3 separate regions of the Pan troglodytes genome follow, and regions 2 and 3 are each linked to region 1. The links are chromatin contacts, called in public Hi-C and HiChIP or PLAC-seq maps. All regions are on one chromosome and are shown on one strand. The core of a region is the stretch at or near the end of the contact, and the rest is flanking DNA. Distances in the headings are between cores, read along the strand shown.

The links. Hi-C and Micro-C count contacts between places; a contact is called where the count stands out from the background. HiChIP or PLAC-seq counts read pairs in DNA pulled down with a chosen protein or histone mark.
Region 2: a Hi-C map of stem cell-derived neural progenitor cells shows a contact between it and region 1, with 3 times the contacts expected there. The contact joins the promoter of GIT1 here to the promoter of EFCAB5 in region 1. A contact is called at or near these places in 1 of 7 Hi-C or Micro-C datasets (stem cell-derived neural progenitor cells) and 1 of 1 datasets of contacts at active chromatin or transcription factors (stem cell-derived excitatory neurons).
Region 3: an H3K4me3 HiChIP or PLAC-seq map of stem cell-derived excitatory neurons shows a contact between it and region 1, with 8 times the contacts expected there. The contact joins the promoter of CORO6 here to the promoter of EFCAB5 in region 1. A contact is called at or near these places in 1 of 7 Hi-C or Micro-C datasets (stem cell-derived neural progenitor cells) and 1 of 1 datasets of contacts at active chromatin or transcription factors (stem cell-derived excitatory neurons).

Annotation. Positions count from the first base shown.
Region 1 is chr19:37,650,352-37,653,677 of NHGRI_mPanTro3-v2.0_pri, reverse strand. EFCAB5 (EF-hand calcium binding domain 5) reads left to right here and starts at 1,722. Exons shown (of 21, transcript XM_016932088.4): 1 at 1,722-2,007. SSH2 (slingshot protein phosphatase 2) reads right to left here and starts at 2,282. Exons shown (of 15, transcript XM_016932093.3): 1 at 1,977-2,282. The coding sequence starts at 2,039.
Region 2 is chr19:37,989,978-37,993,303 of NHGRI_mPanTro3-v2.0_pri, reverse strand. It overlaps GIT1 (GIT ArfGAP 1), which reads right to left and starts at 1,767. Exons shown (of 21, transcript XM_511377.8): 1 at 1,446-1,767. The coding sequence starts at 1,497. ANKRD13B (ankyrin repeat domain 13B) reads left to right here and starts at 1,903. Exons shown (of 15, transcript XM_054670102.2): 1 at 1,903-1,981.
Region 3 is chr19:37,956,432-37,959,757 of NHGRI_mPanTro3-v2.0_pri, reverse strand. CORO6 (coronin 6) reads right to left here and starts at 1,607. Exons shown (of 10, transcript XM_054670109.2): 1 at 1,382-1,607; 2 at 1-117. The coding sequence starts at 115.

The sequences.
Region 1 (3,326 bases), core at 473-2,972:
TTTTGGCTAATGAAGTCATATCAAGTGTACACGGTCTTACTGTATACTAATCATTCACTTCAAGTAAATTAGTATGATGACAACTTGATATACATATATTATCATAGCATAAGCTATTTTCAACAGTGCCCAAGGAAAATAAATGTTACTATAGTACTGATTTCTAGTTTATTTGCATGACTCTACTAACTTTCAATCGATTTCTTCAAAATCAGGCCTAGTAACCACAAACCAAAGAGTTTACTAGTGGAGTGAATTAAGAAGGTTTGATGGTATGTTAATGACTTTCCAAAAACTAGCATAAAGTACTACACATAAGAATAAATTATATTAAAGATTTATTCCTATGATACTTGTCTTCAGATGACCCTAAAATGTTTTACCAGCTTTGAAGTACAAGTATTCTCAAATCACAAAATCTTAGATTAGAAATAGTCTTAGAAGTCCCCCACTGCAGGAATTCTTTATACCACCTCCCAGGCAAAATGTTCTCCAGCCTTTGCTTGAATATTTCCAGCAATGTGCACTCACTATTTTGCAAGGCAGTGCACTCCTGTTACAAATTCTTCCTTACAATCACTGGAAATCTGCCTCCCTGAACCAAGAATCCCAGTTCTGCTCTCTGAAACAACACAAGATATATAACCTTTGAAATAAAATCACTTATTAAGATATAGTTGTCAATTTCATCACACAAAATGCAATTAAAGCTCAGAAAAGAAGAAACCACAACCATACACAACAAAACTTTGAAATTCAGGAAATTATACTGAAATGACAAGCCAGCAAATTTCAGGATATCAAAGCTCACACCTCAGTTAACATACAAATATTAAGGGTAACCTGATTGATTTTTTTACAGTGGAAAGTGGTATAGTGTTTATTAAATACCTTTTTTTGCAACCTGATACTACCAAATCCACCAACACCGTTTTAAAAATTACAGTTCTGTAGGAAGTTCAAGGTGGTTTTCCCAGTTGCTCGCATTTTCACTCAGTTTATTTCTCTCTAAAACATCTGGATGTTGGTTTTTTAAAGCCCATTTGCCCCACTGGTGCAATATATTGTTTTTAAAAATAAATATTTTCAAAAATGGAGCCTAAGAGAATGGAGTGTAAACGAATGGGGGTAGGGCGAGGAGAGAAGGCAAAGACGGGCCCAGCGGGGAAAGGCTGGTTACTGGGTATTTTCCTTCTGAGAGCATGCTTTATTGGCATAGGCATCTGAGGTAACGAGCCATACAAACACGACCTTAGAACAAGAATGATCACGAGCAATGAGTGTAAGGCATAAATATCTGTAAGACGGAAATAATTTGACACTGATCACCAAGCAGCACCAGATGCTTCGGGACCTCATAAAGGAAAGGTAAGAGGTCCAGGAAACAGAGATCATTGCTACCCTTTGGGGTGGGGGGCAGGCGGGAGAAACCAAGGAATAACTACGGTTGGGCAGTTCAAAGCCTGAACAGTACAGAGCAAAAGAAAGCCAGCAAGTGACTAGGGGAAGGCACACACCCTGGCGAGTCCGAAGAAGGGTGTGCAGTGTGCAAATACTGAACAGGTCTATGAAATGGTGTGGGTAAGAGATGTGGGTGTGGGTAAGGGGCAACGCAGGAGGCTCACGGTCCCCTCCCTGCAGCAGAGCAACAGAGGGTAAAAGAAGGGGGAGGGTGAAAAGCAAGAATGACTCATTACCAAAAGGAAGTGCTCAAGCCATAAGGAGGCATGCCACAGGGGATTTCAGGGCGAGGATTGTGAGGAGCTAGGTGCTCAGGGTGATGGGTGCAAAAATCAACGTCTTGTAGTTCCTGCTGCTAGTCTTTAAGATGGGGGTGTGGGGGGGTTCGCGGCAGCCGAGTGCCAAGGCCTGGGAAGCGGCGCGGCGCGTGCGCAGTGGCGTTCGGCGGGACCCGCTGAGGCAAAGCGGAGCCGCAGTGACAGAAGCAAGCGGAGCGGCCGCCAGGAAGGACTCACCGAGGCGCAGGGGCTGGAGGTGGTGCTGGGGGTAGGTGACCGCTGGACCGTGACCAAAGCCATCTAGGCGCTGCTGGGTTGTTCCGGGCAGGGCATTCTTGTCCTGAGTGTGGGGGGCGGGAGGGTGACGGAGCCGGGATGGGGAAAGGGGTGCGGGGTGGGGGTGAAGGGAACGGGGAGGAGGAGGAGGCCGCGGGAACGGCCGCAGACTCCGCACCCACCACCAGACTGTCGCCGACTGACGCGCCGAACGGGCGGCGGGCGGGCGGTTCGGCAGCTGCGGGGCACAATGAGCGCTCCCAGTGCGCAGGCGCCACCTGTCAGCTACCGCCTCTCCCCTCGGCGCGCGCCGCCGCCTGGTCGTAACCCTTGAGTTGCCGGAAGCTGGCCGAGTGCGTGCGCCTCGGGCCGCCGCACCCTCCTGGGTTTCCTCCTTCGTGCTGGAATCGCGCGGTTTGCCAGCACTGGGTGCTGTGGAGTGGGGTGGGGGAAGGGGCCGAAGGGAGCCAGCCCGGTGAGGGGTCCCAGGGCGGGGGGCCGCTGGAGTCTTCACTCCTGAGAGACAACCATTTTATGAGGTGGGGCGGCGCACAGCTTAACCAACCTTAAAAAAAAGCAGCTGAGATGAAAATCCTGAAGCAAACACGTTTTCTATTGGGAAAGGGCTCCGCGGAGTTTCAAACCCTCTCACTGGGCACAGACAGGACTGGGCTAGACCAGTTTACTCCCTTCACCCCGGCTCTCGGGGGCTTTTTCTTAACTTTCCCACCCTTCCGTCTATGTTTTATGATGAGACTTCTGGAAAGAAAACCATTTTCCGTTTGATACCCTGGAAAGGTTTGTGGTACCCTCATGCTTCCTCTATTGCCTGTCTAAAGACTTATTCATTATTCCTGAGGAGAAGAGAAGCTGAGCGCGCCTGGGAGTCCGAGGAAGCCAGTTGTGAGGGTCCAGCCTGCTATTGACCTCTCACTTGCCTCCTGCTGTGAAGACAGTCTTTTAATTAAACAGGATTTGCTCGTTAAGCTTTCTTCTCCTTCGTCTCTAAATGTCATTCTTTCATAGACCTATGTAAAAATGTAGATTAAAAGATATTTTAAGGGAATGGTTTTCTCAGGGGTAAATTGTCTGCAGAACATAAGCAAAGAATGTAATGGAAAATCAAGATTAAAAAGGAAAAAAATTGCACAATGCAAATATCACTGATTATTTACACAAAGAAAGAGAGTTGACAAGGCTATTTCTCAGCTTGAGTGGATGAGCTGGTAAATACCACCGTACATATCAAAGCTGTAGAAAACACACACACTTGGGAGTTTGCAGTTATTAAAACCCACCCCCTCCTGTTTG
Region 2 (3,326 bases), core at 518-3,017, 340 kb before region 1:
CATTTATAAGGCAAGGTGCATCCTCAGCCCTGCCATCCCCAGACCTGCCTGCAGCTCGGGGAACGGAGTCACAGTTTCTTAGGGGTATGGACCCTCAACCCCAGGGCCCTCTAAACCATGATAAGCCCCTAGGAGGCCTTGGTCATAACCACCTATGGAGTATTTTGTGCCCAAGCCCTGCTAAGTCATAGTTCCCAAATACTCTAGCTTGGCACCCCCAGAACCACCAGAGCATCTGTGAGGCTCAACCTGTGGGGTCCTGGGCCTGCTCAAGGGGTGGCTGAAAGTTACGGGCCCACAAACCAGCACCCCATACTCTCACTCTTAATCATGCCCACAGCCCCGCTAGAGTTCACGGACCTCCGAAGCCTGATCAGGGGCCTACCAGGGAGATAGCTTCTTTGCTAAAGAAAGAATGGATGTGGGCTAGAGCTTCCTTCCCAGGCCAGCTGCAGAGCCCCGTCACTGGCTGTCCTCCCTCATCAGAAGGGAGCAGCCTCTTGGATCATTACCCCTGACTTCCTCAGCAGGCCTGGGGGGTTTCACTCCAGCCCAGTCCTAACTCTGTTAGGAAAAAGAAGGGAACCACCATGTAAATACAGCCAGGAGACAGGCCAGGAAGCCAGCAGGATACGGGGAATCTCGGCACGGCCTCCCACCCATTTCTGGCCAGACTGGGCTAGGGGACAGGGAGGGGCCCGCGCCCAGGATAGCTTGATGCCAAACTCACTTTCCCAAGCAGGCTTTACCGGTGAACAGGAACAGCAGGGTCCAGCCGAGCTGTTCCCAGTCACCACCAGCAGGCCTGGGGATGCCTCCTGAGAAGACAGCCGGGTCTAGACTGGCCCTGAACGCCAGGCCCGGCAAGGAGCGCTAGCCTTAGGAACCCGAGGCAGGGAGTCCTGGGAGTAGCCACCGCTCATCTGCTCCTGAGGAGACGGTATTCAGGCCCCACTGGCGCATCTGCCCGGCCCTCTGCTCCTTGCCCTCCACCACCCCGGCAGGCGTACCGACCACGCGAGCAGCAGGTGCAAGACGCGGGGGTGGCACTGAGATGACATAAAACCACACTCGCCCCCACCTCCCAAGCCCTGACGGCCTCCGCCACGGCCCTCCTGCCACCCCAGGCTGGCGCTTCCGTCGGATACAGAGATGGAGGTGGAGGAGCAGCCAGCTGCCCGCCTCCCTCAGACCGAGGGGCGGAAGGCGGCGCCGGGAACGTCCTTCCTCGCTAGTCCACGGCCTCCAGGGAGCATGGGCACCCCAGGCCGGCCCTCCCGCCAAGGGCGCAGCTCCGCAGTGGCCGAGGCGGGGGCCCAGCCTGGAGGCCGCAGCCCCCCGCCCCGCCCAGCCCTCCGGCCCCGCACAGCGCTCTTGCCAGGCCCCGGCGCCCGCCCGGCGGCGGCCTGGCTGTGCGGTCCCGCCCCCGGCCCCGCCGTGCTTACCCGGGGCGCTGCAGTCCGCACACACCTCCGCTCGCGGCCCCTTTCGGGACATCCTCAGCGGCGACGCGGCCGCAGCCCTCTGGGCCAGCGTGGGGGGCGCGGGCGGCGGGCCCGGGCGGCGGCGGCGGCCCCTGCTGCCCGGCCCGGCTCCGGCGAGGCCCCGGCGAGGCTCCGCGCGCCCGGCCAACCGTCCGCCCCGGGGCTGGCCCGGAACCCGCCGTGCCCGCCTGCCCGCTCGCCCTCGGGCGCCCTCCGCCCCGCGCCGCCCCGCCGCCTCTCGCGGCTCCTCTCTCCGCCCCCTGCGCGGCTCCCAGCCGCTTCTGCAGGAAGCGGCGCAGGCCCTGCCCACAGGGGGAGGGGCCGCACCCCCGCCCCGCCGCGCGCTGCCGGCCGCGCCCCCTAGAGAAAGGAAGCCCGGGCGCGGGCGGGAGGGGGCGGGGGCGCTTAAAGGGGCCGCGGCAGATGCCCGGCCCCGGCGGGCAGCGTGGCCTGCGGCCCTGGCCTCCGCTGCAGCGCTCGCCTGGCCCGGAGGCAATGTGAGTCACCCTCACAGCCCCCTCCCCTTCACTTTCCGCGTGGGGTGGACCGGGGGACGCTGGGCCCACGGACGGCGAGGGCGGGGATTAGGGAAGAAGGACTTGGAGGCCCAAGTCCCGCTCCAGGTCAAAGGGGCTGTGCCTTGGGGTACCAGTCTATCTCTGGTTGGGGTGAGGTGTGCGTCCCTGTCCCGTAGGTGTCCACATCTGTGTGTCCAGGTGTGTGTGTGTGTGTCACACTCTTGCTGAATACGCCCACTGCTAACAATATGGACGCCCAGGTGCCAGAAAGGTCAGGCAGTGTATTCCCCTGCCTCCGGACTAAAAATATATCTATTTTTAGATAGATGCATCCTTCCATCCAGAGAGGAGAGAATCTGGGCGGTTTTTAAAGACCTCCCGAGGAGTGACCACTGTGCCTGTGTGCACTCACATCCACTTGTCATCCGCCTTACACGCACCCACGGTGTTTCTGGGCCACCAGAGGTGTGTGTGTCCAGAAAGGGTGCATATAACATAGAGGGGCCGTTTCAGGTGACGGCCTTTCTTCCTGGACTTCACACGACGAGGCAGGCAAAGGCAAGGCAGGTGAGGGACGTGGGTGGGCTGGGGGGCAGGGAGCCTAGGTAGAGGCCACACATGAGCGCAGCCCCCGCACTGAGCATGCGCCCCCATACGCGTGTGCCGCGCGTGTACCCAACCCCCAATCCCTGCAGCAGCAAAAGGCCCGGGCACTCTGCTTGTGGGGAGAGGGTAGAGGTCCCCAGGGCCAGACCTGGGGGCCAGGTCGGTGGTGACAATTGAGGAGGGGTTCTCCAAGAGTCAGAGACTCCTGCTTGTTAAGATGGGGGCAGTCTTTTGGCAGGGGTGCTCAAGTTGGTCGATTATCCCAGCGGTGCCAGAGCGGCAGTGATTTGTGGGTGGGCAGGCTCCTTCCCTAGGGGAGACAAGTAATGCTCATGAGTCACACCACCCGAAATACATGCAAAGCTGCCTCCATCGCCTTTTGCTGCGGCCCAGATTGACAAGTTTGTTTGAAATCGCGATCCATGGGCTTTATTTATAATTGCACCTTAAAAAAATCTTGCAGGCCTCCCCTCCCTCGACAGCCAGCCGCTCAGCTGGTGGGGCTTTTGCAAGCAACGATACCTAGCTGGTGTGTAGGGGGGAGCACCACCTGCCGCCCCGAGCTGCTCTCTCACCAAAGAGTCCATGGGCTTGGTGGCCCCAGCGGGAAGGGGGTAAGGGGCGGGGGGAGTGAGACGGGAGGAGTGGCCAGGCAGCCCGTGCCAGGCGCTCAGTCCACGAGCGGTGGCCGCCCGTTCACCCCCGATCGACCCCCAGC
Region 3 (3,326 bases), core at 358-2,857, 310 kb before region 1:
AGAAGCTGTCCCATGTGACCTTGGACACACGGATGTCCTCGTAGGCCTGGTCGGCCTTTGCTGCCTGCCCAAACACATGGCGGAACTTGCTTTGCCGAACCACACGTCTGCTCATAGCTGCAGGCAGAGAGGTGGGATCTCAGTGCCCAGAAATGCCTTTGGTCCTTAGTCCTGTGAGCTGCGGGAGGGAGGAGGAGTGGAGGGGTGGCTGATGAGAAGGGTTATGTGGTCAGGAGTCAGGTATAAATCCATATAGTGTCTGGTCCTAGAAGCAGGGAGCTTTCTTCAAGGTGGTCAAAGTATGGGAAAGTTATTTTGCTGTGTAAAATGCTGTTTAATGTAAGTGGCTAGGATTTGGGGCCTGACTTCTCCACAGAGACCCAGGCTGAGGGGATTGTGGAGCCTAACGGACTGAAAGCTTTCTGGACGTTGGAATGTTTTTGGGAGGAGCCTCAATGCCACACTGCCTGCACCCCCCGCTCCCACCACCGCCAGCCTTGATGAGCATCTCTTCACGGACGTGGTTGTAGCTCCCAGAGGCACCCTGTCCAGAAGCAGAAGACTTGACCATTGGATCTTGGCTTAAAGCCAGGTATGGGGCCAAGACTGCAGCCACCACAGGATACCGAACTCGCATGTCTGGAATAGTTCAGGCAGATGGGGTTTTGCCTTTTCCTAAAAATTTGCCAAGGGGGAAGTTCCTCCTGTCCGCCAATCTGAGTCCTTTCTGCTACTGTTTTCATCCCATGCTTTGTGGGGGGACGGGTGGCAGCACAGAGTGAGGTGGATCCCTCTTCTCCCACTCCTTTCTGCACTGGCTTCTCCAGGAAGCCCTGATCATGGTCTTCTGGCTTTTGCCTACCATAGGCTTGTCCGGTTTCTCCTCTGGGTCCTCTGCCCTGGTTGGGCCTTCTTCCTAGTGAACTCTTCTAGGGGTGGGGTCTTCAACCCCATCCTCCACCCCTGCCCCCGCCACGGCCAAGCCAGATTTGCAGGGGTGGGGAGGGTGAGGTGACTTTTCTCCAGCTAGGGTCTCCCCAGAGGACACACCGAGCACTCCCAAAGCCCCAGCCAGTGGCTCCTGCCCCACCCCAGCCCCAGCATCCGTGTGCCCTTCAAGGCGCGTCTGCGGCCCCGAGCCTGAGGCCCGGCCTCCCTGCACCCTTCTCCAGCCTGCTGCCCTGACACTGCGTTCTTGCGAGACGAGGTGTCTGCGCCCTCCGGGAGCGCTGGCTGCTGTCCGGCCAAATATAGACACCACGTCCTCCCCGCCCGAAACCGAATTTGGCGGCGCGGGGGGAGGAGGCGCAGACCTCGGCCCCTCAGGGACCCCGCCCGCTCCGCTGGCTGCGGTGACGGCCGGGTGTGGGGGGCTGGGTACCTGGTCCTGAGCGGGCTGCGGGGCGCTCACGCTGCGAATCCTCTGCGGAAGGGGCCCGAGTGCGTAGGGGGCCGAGGAAGGCGTCAGGGCGAAGGAGCCACCTCTCCAGGTGTCTGTAGTATCTGGGACCCGGGTGTCCAGCTCCGCACTCTGGCCGCTGCCTGCGGCTCTCTAGGGCCCGGCGCCGCTGCAGCCCCAGCTGCCGCTGCCATCAACCTAAGAGGGCGGGGCCTAGCATAGGGGCGGGGCCAGAGCCCAAGTTGCCCCGCCCCCTCCCGCGGCGGGAAAGTCGAGCGACCCCGACTCCCCTCCCAGCTTCCGCCGGCCTCGGAGAACCATCGAAAATAAATGTGCAGCTGTGTGCTAGGTGCGCACGCTGCTTCCCTCCCTCCATGACTCCCGGGTAGGCTGGGGAGGCTCGGGTTCGCAGACCTAGAGCAGGACGCTTGGAGAGGGAACGGGCGAGGGGGCGTGCGCCCCTAGAGCGGGCAGCCGTGCGAGATCAGGTGCCTCCGCCCGCATTCCAGCCTCAACCGCGCTCCCAATTTAGCTGTCCCGATCGGCCGGGACTGCGGGACTGCACTTCCAGGCCTCCCTGGGGGAAAGAGGCCCTAGGGAATGAGGACCCAGGCTGATCCTGATGTAGGGCAAGTGAGAGGGCACCCGACACAGGGTTGTGAATGTTAGTTATTGTTATGAATGGCAATAGCGATCATTTGAGAAACCTAAAATGCTGGCTATGTGCTAGGCATTTCACCCCATTAGATGAGATTCCATGGAGCAGGGCGGGAAGCAGCTGGAAGAACAAGGGGAGGACCGAGTGTAAAGTGAACCCGCCTTGACACTCCCTCCCCTCCCAGATGCAGGGAGAAGAGGCTAGCACAGGTCTCTAGTCACATTTTAGGGGTCAGAGAAGCCAACTCAGAGGCCAGACTCCTAATGTTTTCTGGGCCTTGTTTGAATTGGCGCCCGACTGTGTTCCAGGTAAGCTTCCCTCCCCCGTCTCCCCCAATATTCACAGAACTGAATGTTGACGGAGGTCAAGGAGATTAAAGATAACCTGATCAAAATACAGCCAGTGAAGACCAGCCAGTCCCGTAGCTCCAGTATACCCAGTGTCTGCACATTGCCTGGATTTCTTCCCTTGGATCATAAGGGCATCTGGGGCCAGTTATTACTTCCCACCCTCCAGGGCACACCCGGGAGTGAGTGAATGGAACACAGCCTTCTGAAGGGCAGGAACCAGCACTGGGGAGGAAGGGGAGGGAAGGTGGTAGAAACCATGAAGGGCCCACGAGGCTCCTTTGTTTCTCAGGAAGAGTCCAGGTGGCTTGCAGGGACAGAATCAAATCAAGAGTCAGTGGCTTGTAGGGGAACAGAATAAAAAACTGTTACGAGTGCTCCAGAAATAACTCCTGGCGTAGGGGTGCTGGGGCAGGGTATGAGGGTATGTGAGTCATCTCTCTTTTACCTAAAGATTCCAGGCACATGATTAGGAGGAAAATACCTGAGTGACTCAGTTGCTCCTTTACAACAATAACCCATGCTTATGTGCTAGGCACTGGCACTAAGGGCTTTATATGTATTAATTTCATACTCTTAACAATCCTCTAGGCTGGTCGCGGGTGGCTAATGCCTGTAATCCCAGCACTTTGGGAGGCTGAGGCAGGTGGATCACCTGAGGTCAGGAGTTCGAGACCAGCCTGGCCAACATGGCAAAACCCCATCTCTACTAAAAACACAAAAATTTGCCAGGTGTGGTGATGCACACCTGTAATCCCAGCTACTCAGGAGGCTGAGACACGAGAATTGCTTGAACCTAGGAGGCAGAGGTTGCAGTGAGCTGAGATCATGCCCCTGCCCTCCAGCCTGGGTGACAGAACGAGACTCTGTCTCAAATAAAACACACGCACAAAAAACCAAAAAGCAATCCTCTAAGGTGGGT